2 separate regions of the Urocitellus parryii genome follow, and region 1 is linked to region 2. A link is a contact called in public Hi-C data. All regions are on one chromosome and are shown on one strand. Each heading gives the region's core, a stretch centred on a gene start, on an enhancer-like site or on the middle of the called end of the contact. The rest is flanking DNA. Distances are from core to core; before and after follow the strand shown. Region 1 holds the start of Hlx (H2.0 like homeobox). Region 2 holds the start of Dusp10 (dual specificity phosphatase 10).

The links. Hi-C and Micro-C count contacts between places; a contact is called where the count stands out from the background.
Region 1: a contact with region 2 is called in a Hi-C map of muscle, with 5 times the contacts expected there. The contact joins the promoter of Hlx here to the promoter of Dusp10 in region 2. A contact is called at or near these places in 2 of 2 Hi-C or Micro-C datasets (liver and muscle).

What each region holds. Positions count from the first base shown.
Region 1 is chr9:98,920,497-98,924,987 of mUroPar1.hap1, reverse strand. Hlx (H2.0 like homeobox) reads left to right here and starts at 2,623. Exons shown (of 4, transcript XM_026387982.2): 1 at 2,623-3,239; 2 at 4,040-4,219. The coding sequence starts at 2,627.
Region 2 is chr9:98,175,370-98,179,785 of mUroPar1.hap1, reverse strand. Dusp10 (dual specificity phosphatase 10) reads right to left here and starts at 3,139. Exons shown (of 4, transcript XM_026387985.2): 1 at 3,031-3,139; 2 at 1-795. The coding sequence starts at 754. LOC113182182 reads left to right here and starts at 3,281. Exons shown (of 1, transcript XM_026387988.2): 1 at 3,281-4,416. The coding sequence starts at 3,930.

The DNA of each region.
Region 1 (4,491 bases), core at 1,374-3,873, 750 kb before region 2:
ATTCTGCCGCGGACCTTGCAGAGAAAGAGGCGCGCGGCAGGACGAGGAGTCGGTCGGGAAACCAGCCCTCCCGTCCTCTCTTTTGTGGCGTTTGCCAGCGCTTCAAGTCTGGAAGCAGGGCTTTGCGGGTCATGGACCGCGCAGGGAACTTGAGTCTGCATCCCGAGCTCGCCCCGGGAGGGTTTCAAGATTTGGAAAGTGTGAAAAGGGGCGGGGAGTCTTACTTCTAGGCGAGGAGGTGAAGGTATGGCGCCGCTTGGGGTGAAGCATAAATGGACTTCTTTTAGAGAAGCTCAAAGTTTGGGCTTAGACCACGGTGTGAAAATTTACAGTCACACTGGAAGAGCAACCGAATTGGAAGAGGCACTAGAAAAGAGAGGAGAGGGCTCAGGGCCACCCCTACATACATTGGCTAGTGACTTTCCCTGGGACCTGTGAAACTGCAGAAAAGCTGTCCTCCTAACCAAAGCACACCAGAACCCTTGGCCAAGGCCTCCAACGGCCAGTACTTGTTACTTCTTTACCTCCAGCCAGACAGGACTTTTTGGCTCTCTCGCTTCAGGTGCCTCTGCCCTCAACTGACCACACTCCTCCTTGGTGGAAATATCACCTCCGACCTCTCTGTGAAACAGCAGGGCAAGAAAAACCCTTTAATAAGAGAGTGAAGAGGGGAGGGGAGAGGAAGAAAAAGTGAAAGAAATATGAAATGAATGTTAGTGTGTTAGATAGCAAGTGATTAGTTATTGATTACTTTTCAGGAGAAAGTCTAAAGCTTGAAATGACAGCCTCTGTGACAAGGGGTAGAAGCCACTAGAAATTAATAAGACCACGCAAATCCTGAATTTGAGATAGGAATGGCAAGTTCACTTGTATTTGGGGCTTCACTTTGTGTTTAAGGAAAATAAAAATGCCGAAGAACTTTTGTTAGGAGATGTTTATTAGGACAATCGAAAACAAAAGATTTCGTGGTTTCATTATTGTTATTATTTTATTTTCTTCCTGAAAATGTGCAAGAACAGCTCATCTGGGTGGCCTGTGGTTTGTTTGGGAGAGGGGTGGGGAAATCCATTCTGACTATAATTTAAACGAGAACGAATTCTTAAAATAGAGATGTTGATGTTGCAGAAACCCTCCCCCTACTTCTACCCACCCTGCGTTCTAAGACCCAAAGCACGAATCAAAGGCGTTGGCCACCACTGCAGCTCCTCCTGCGACCAGGCCAAAGGGGATCTTGGGAGAAACTGTCACTGAATTGAAAGTAGAATTTAACCCCAAGGAAATCTGCTCAGGAGGGCACTTGCAAAACAACACACCCCACGTGACCCGAGGATGTGGCGGTGAAGGGAGGGTGGCATTTCCTACAAGGTACAGCAGAGGAGGGGACATGCTTGCTGTACTCCCGGGTTTCGGAGGTCGGCTGTTGTCTCAGGCTCCGGGGAAGCGTTGCTGTGTCTTAGGGAGTCGTTCGGAGCCATCCATCTTATTTTGTTTGAAAAGTCACTAGTTCAAGTTGTCATTCGTGTGACAGTTCAAAATAAAACTAATTCGCGGCCTCCCCTCCTCCTGGTTTCTCTGAGGACTCCCCGGAGGCAGCGAGGCGGACACTTTGGTGAGTTGGGCCACGACTCAGAGCCGCAGTATCCAGGCAGAGGCCCAGGAAAGATGGCTGTTGGGATAAAAACAAAGTGAAGGAAAAATCCGACAAGAGTGAGGGAAAAAAAAGGGGGGGGGGAGGGAATCCAAGGGACCGCCAGTTCTCGCGGTTCTCCACCGGGAGACACACTGTGCACCGGATAAAGTGCAGGAGAACCAGCTCTCCCCCTTCTGGGCCGGCGGTCGAGCGCTCCAGTTATCAACTCTCCTCGCCCGGTGGCGGTCAGAGCTGCAGAAGTTAAAATTAGTTGCCGCTGGAGCCGCCGCCCAGCCTCTACGCAGCTGAGGGACTCGCAGGACCCTGCACAGCCCACGCGGCCGCTGAAAACACTTTGGCGTGGCCGGGGGCGTGGCTGAGGTCGGGCCACGCCCCCTCTTTCCCAATTCCCTTCCACGCCTGTATCCCATTGGTTACGGGGAGAGCCAATGAGCTCTTGGATCGAGGTCCTACCCCGGGTCTGACTCGAAAGCTCCTGCCAAAACTTGGGGAGTTTTTAGAGAGGAGATTTTTTTTTTGTTGTTTCCCCCCCCTCCTCCTCTTAATACGGTTTTTTTTTTTAAACTAACGGATTATTTTTGTTGTTTTAAATTTAGCTCTTAGGCTTAGCTGTTCGGGTTTTTCTTTCGGTCACCGGCCCCTGTCTCCCGGCTTCTCCCGCGTGTACCGAGCCGCGGTCCCCTCCCGCCTAGTAGTGGCTCCAGCGCTCAGTGTTCGCCTCTGTCCCGCGAGGAGCGCCGGCGCCGCGCCGCCTTTGACATAAGACCCGGGGCCGAGACGGTGACCGGCCAAAATCTGGCCCCCGCCTCCTCCGTCCGAGGCGCTAGGGCTCCCGGCCTCTCTTCTTCAGGGCGGGCGGAGAAGCGAAAGCGGATCGTCCTCCCCGGGGCCGCCGCCCCTCCCCGCGCACCCACCCATTCACCCACTCCCTGGGTCAGGCCCGACAGCGGCCGCCGCGCGGCTCACCCGGCCAGTATGTTCGCGGCCGGGCTGGCTCCTTTTTATGCCTCCAATTTTAGCCTCTGGTCGGCCGCCTACTGCTCCTCGGCCGGCCCGGGTGGCTGCTCCTTCCCCCTGGACCCTGCCGCCGTCAAGAAACCCTCCTTCTGCATCGCAGACATCCTACACGCCGGCGTGGGGGATCCAGGGACGGCTCCAGAGGGACTGGTGGGGGCTTCAGCTGCCGCCCTAACCGCGCACTTGGGCTCGGTTCACCCGCACGCCTCCTTTCAAGCTGCCGCCAGATCCCCGCTCCGTCCCACCCCGGTGGTGGCGCCCTCCGAAGTCCCGGCTGGCTTCCCGCAGAGGCTGTCTCCACTTTCAGCTGCCTACCACCACCATCACCCACAACAGCAGCAGCAGCAGCAGCAACAACCTCAGCAACAACCTCAGCAACCGCCGCAACAGCAACAGCCCGCACCTCCTACCCGGGCCGGCTCCCTGCAGACCTCGGCCTCGGGGACCCGTGTGATCCCGCACCCTAGCGGCTTGACACCGGCTCCCTCCAGCAAAGACCTCAAATTTGGAATTGACCGTATTTTGTCTGCAGAATTTGACCCCAAAGTCAAAGAAGGCAACACCCTGAGAGGTAGGTCTTTGGTGGAAGACTTCAGGCCTCCATGATCACAACCTTGTCCCACTCCCAAGGCCTCAGGCCAGTTTTGGAGGAGGTGCGGTTCAGTGTGTTTATAATTAAGGACCACTCAGTAAAATAGGGGAGAAGAAAACGAATCATAAGAAAATTACAGAACATTAAGTCTAAAACTCACCTACTCTCTGGTTAAAAAAAATATGCCTGGGATGCTTCAAAATCACAAGATACAGAATGAATATTCATATAACGGTCGGTGTAAATGTTTGCAAAAATTACTATACTTTGTCTTATGAACCGTATTTAGAGAGAGAACTATATATTTTTTTCTGTCTAGGAGAGCCTTGTTGGGGAACAGCTTTCCTCTCCATTTATCTGATTTCATCCCCAGCAACACACACACACACACACACACACACACACACACAAATTCATTTATCTGATTTCTCATAATATTCTACCCAAGCAATGTAGATAAATAAAATTGACCCTTGAGGGTAGACAGCTGAGTGGGGATGGAGATTTGGGGTCTGTAAAATTCCTGGAAGTCTCCTGAATGTGACTTCCTTAAGGCTGTTTTCATGGAAAGCCATATATGTGGGTGTGGACATGAGGGACACACAGTAACATTCCCAGCATTGCTCTTTGGGGACTGTGGTGGGGAGGGAAGGTTTCCTCATGGAGAGAGGGGTCTCTCTGGACTTGCTCCAGTGAATCCAGGGTGTGGGGAAGAACAGGAACAAATCTCTGAAGAGTGTGCATTTGCCTATGTAACCAACTATTTTCCTTGTTCCCAGATCTCACATCCCTGCTAACTGGTGGACGACCTGCAGGAGTGCACCTTCCAGGCCTGCAACCCTCCGCTGGCCAGTTCTTCGCATCTCTAGATCCTATTAATGAGGCTTCTGCCATCCTCAGTCCCTTAAGCTCCAACCCAAGAAATTCAGTTCAGCATCAATTCCAAGACACATTTCCAGGTACCAAAAACATTCGAATTATGGCCCAAGCAGCAGGACATGTGACTGTCAGAAATCTCAGGACTGATTCCTCAAGTGGCAGACACAGTGTTGCAATTCTTTAATTGGGGTGGGAGAGGCTACCAAGTCTGGAGAAAGAAATGAGGAAGATTTCTCCTCAAGCTAGAGCTAGCGCTTGCTTTAGACAGCTGAGAGTGGAAGAGAATGGAGGGAAAGGGGATGGGGGGGGCAAGAAAGTGTGTGCAATGGCCGGTCATTGGGTGGGGGTTTTC
Region 2 (4,416 bases), core at 1,890-4,389:
GCGGCTGGGAGGGCATCACTCGGCTCGGTTCATTGGTATTCTCATCATAAACTATAATTTCTTTGGAAAAGATCCTCTTGAAAGAGTCCTTGCCTTCCCTACAGGAAATCAAGTCTAGAACAGTGATCTTGCCTTGCTGCAGTCTCCGCCGGCTGATCTTATCGGCACAGTTAATATGGACAGCTCCTTGGATGTGACTTTTGTTGTACTCCATGAAGGGCCTGCAGTCAATGATGACAGGGCCCTGGCTTGGCAGGTGACTCTTGCTGCATTTGGTCATCTTCTTTGCCAGGTCATTGGGGTAGATTATTTTGATGCTGGCTAGCTGCTTGGGGGTCCCTGACACAGGGCTGCCCACCCCACCTGATGGACTTAAAGAGCCTGTATTCTCATTGTTGTTGACCATCTGGTTAGCAGGGCAGGTGGTAGAGGTTCCAATGGCGGTGGTGGCAGTGCCAGCAGCAATGGCTTGGGTTTGGGCCTGATTGTCCTTGTCGTAGGTTGCCACAGTGCAGCAGCTGGCACTGCTGCATCCACAATTCAGGGAGCGGGCAGAGCCGCTGGATGAGGGCATATACGTCAGATTCGCAGCCTTGAGGGACACAACTGTGGTGGCGATGACAGGACGGTGTCTATTGCTGCCTGGGGTGGCAGAGCCAAGATAGCTAGAGTCTAAACAAAGGTTGAGATCCTGAGGTCGGACGGGCCTAGATAGTGCCACTACTACCCTGTCGTCTAAAGGAGACGGAGGCATGAGGAGGCTGAAAACTGGCAATTCAAGAAGAACTCAAGAGTCTGTAAAGAAGGGGAAGGGGGAAAGAAAGAATAAAGTCATATGACACAAAAGGCAGTCTCATCCAATCCCGAGGGAAGGTCTTTGCATATTTCTGAGCAAAGTTGTCCTAGGTGCCCTTTTATATCCCACTATCAAAGCTCCAAACCCATTTAGATAAATTCAAAGAGGATGCAAACCTGAGGTCCCCGTCTATTTGGTTGCTGAGTGTAAGGTTATATTAGCCTTAATACTGGAAATGTTAATGAACAACCTTTTCCTGACTACATCAAAGTTCAGCCTTAGAGAAGGTAAAAGCACAAAGAATTAGAAAAGCTAAAGACAGAAAGAAAGGTTTTTAAGAGGCATCTATTCTGGGCCTCATCTCCTGGGCAGAAGTATACTGCGACTGAGAAAAAAACTCATCTGTTCACCCTTGCATGCTTTCCATTTAATTCCTTCACCCACTGCAAAGGCAAAGAGATGACCAAGAGCATTGGCATGGCTCACAGAAATATACAGCATCTAAATATACATCAGGGCGGATGTCAGCCTTCTGCAAATCAGAATGAAATTATCCCCGTAAGTGTCTCTTTAACTAGGAGCTATTCTTGCTTTCCATTCTATTAGGTCCTTTGAAAAGCACAACATAGCCATATTAAAACCCCACATGTTTCCTGTTAGCCTCTTATTAATCAGTCTGCATTTCCCCCTTTTACTACAAACTGGTGTCCTAAAACGAAGTCTCAAGCCAGAAAGCCAAGTCTCTAAACCTCAGCCCTAGCAGATCCATCACCATTGCTTCCCTGCCCACATTCGCCTCACTCTTTCCTCTGAGAAAAGGACCCCTTGGAGTCTCCTTCCCTCTTCATCTCCTGCATTGGCACAGGCTTTGTATCCTAGAGCTTCTCTCACTTGGAGCAGCTGATTTATATCAATTTCAATCCCAAACGGATACCCCCCCCCCCTTTTGGTGAGAGTATGGCTTCCATATAGAGGACTTCAATTCCCTCTTCAACAGAGACAGGCTAATTGGGAAGTGTTTCCCACTGGGTCTACTTCAGAAGGTGCCTGAAAAGGGACAGTTCCTTCCTCCCTTGAGGCACAGGGTCACTGTACAACACAGCCCTTCTGGCTTCTCTCTTTCTAGTAGACATGCATACAGCAAAGAAACCAAATCCCAAGCTGCTCACTTAAAACGAACTTTAAGAGCTGCCTGGAAAAATGCCATCTATCATTCGTCCACACACAATCTTCACCATTCTCTGACACAGAGCCAAAGTGTCACAGGCAGAATCCACACACGCAGGAACAGGAGCAATACCCACCATGCCGGCCAGCCAGCATATCCTTATAGACTCAGGTTTCTCTCACCCACCTTTGGATGGGAGCAAAGGATCCAACCTCCAACCTCCAACCTCCAACCTCCTCCACTCCCTTCCCTCCCTCTTCCCTTGCGTAGTATTTTTTTTTTTTAAGAGCGAGTACTATTCCAGAAACTGTAACTGTTTCCCAGATGGACCGAGCGGTAAAAGTCTTTGCTATTTTGTTACCTAGTAGGGTAGTCCAGGATCAGCAGTCCACTTCTTTTGAGAGGGACACAAGAAACGTTCAAAGGGACACACGCGGGGACCCCCCACCTTCACCAAAGTGCGTGGCTCGCACACACGCACTGAGTGTATAGGGAAATCTGCATCTCTGCAGCAGAGGGTCGGGCGTGTATAGTGCCTGTGAAACCATTCAGTCTGGCCCAGGAAATCTCTTGGAGAAATACTGAGCTATCCCCTCTCCCTTGTTAGTCTCCCTTCCACCACTGGGCAGGGGCTGGAGAGAAAATTAAGTGGTTAGAGAATGCTCCTTTCCCACTCCTAGAGGCACTAATCATCCCCTTCCCTAGCCATACAGCGCACTCACAAGCCCCGGGCATTTAAAACTGCCGCAAAGCATCTCAACAAACCTCATTTTTGCTTCACCCCAAATCCAAGTAGACTGCAGAGAGTAAAACGCACAGGGCAACGGGAGCCAACAGCCCGAACCTTATAATCTTACCTGCTGTGGCTCCTCCGTCAGCATCACATCTCTGTCTCCGTTTCTTTCTCTCTCCTCTCTCTATCTCTCTATCTCTCTCTCATACACACACATACACACACACGCACACACACACAAACACGCGCGCACGCACATAAACACGCACCGCTTTACAATCCTCCACCTCCACTCCTGGGCTCCGAGTAGCAACTGCGGTGACTTCCACTTACTTCATAAATAAGTGTAGCCCTCCACCATCTGGCGCTCGGCTTCAGCTAAGGACTGGCACATTCAGCCCCCATTCACTTGGCTTCATTGATCTCCAGCAGCAACATAGTTACTTTCTCTTTTGCTACACTGTAAATGTAAGGTTCTGAGGGGGCAGGCCGGCCTTCGAACGACGGCGCGTTGGGCCAATAAGAATCCGGAGAAAGACGACCGCTACCTCACAGAGACCCACAGCCAATGGGCAACCGAGGGGGAGGAGCTGAAGGCGTGGCCTCGTCCCTTTAAGGAGGGTTGATCCGACGCCGCTTCGGGTCCTCTGTGTTATAACACGGGAGGTGATGTCATTGGCAACCAATCAAAAACTTATAAGAGCCAGTCGGAGCCCGCGCGGAGCAGCTGCTCTCTATTTACATGTAAACCGACCCGGCAGGATGCAATTAACCCTTTCCGGGGCTGAAGTGTCAGTGGTCAGCGCTCGCCGCGCCGGCTAAAACTGGTTCTCTCTACTTTCGGGAATCCTCCGACACCGATCCATTCAGAGGCAGACCACGATGTCTTTATTTTTCCTTCTTAGGATTGATGATCCAAAGTGTTGAACTAACTTTCTAAAAGCCAGGGACAAAGCGTAATCTCCGTTCCTAATGGGAAAGCCGGGTTCTCCGAGTCGCTCGAGGTGACCGGACAAACCCAAGCCCAAGATCCACGGACAGCACCGAGTTTTGAGACCTGGGGCGGGTGTGAGCGCGTAGCCAGGGGCGCGGGGCAAGGGGCGTCGCTGCTCCTCCCGCCGGTCGCCCTAGGGAAGTGCGGCCCGCCTAGCCTCATCGCTCCGGTGTCCTCGGGCAGCCCCCGCTCAGCCTCGCGACCACGCAGAGTTGGTCGGCCGCTCCTTGACCCGCAGATGTCGCTGCCCCTCCGGCTGCCCCATTGCTTTCCGGCGCTGCGGCAGCCCGTTGTCCTCCGGCTCCCCTTCTTCCCAGCCCCGGTTACGCCGCCGCCATCCCCGGCTTGGCCCCTGGAGCTTGACTGCAAGCACACAGGCGACGCTCGGGAGGGCTGCTTGGAGGAAAAGGCTTGGGTAAAAGCCAGAGGCCACCCAGGTGGCGGCGCTCTGAGCTACAGCACCTGCACCATCCCCCAAAGCCCTAGGTTCCGGGGCCCGTCGCGCGCGCTACACTTCCCCGAAGCCCGGCCTAGGCCCCTGCAGGCTGCCTGCTCCTGCTCTTCCCTGTACCCAGGGTCCCGGAGCTGTGCCGGCGGCCCACAGGCCACCCGCGCTCCGCTCCTCGGCCGTCGCTCCTCCACCCCGCAAAGCTACAGGCGAGCCAAGGACCGCCAGCCTGGCGCTTCTGGAACAGCCAGTGCGGGCAGAAAAAAGCCAGAGCCAA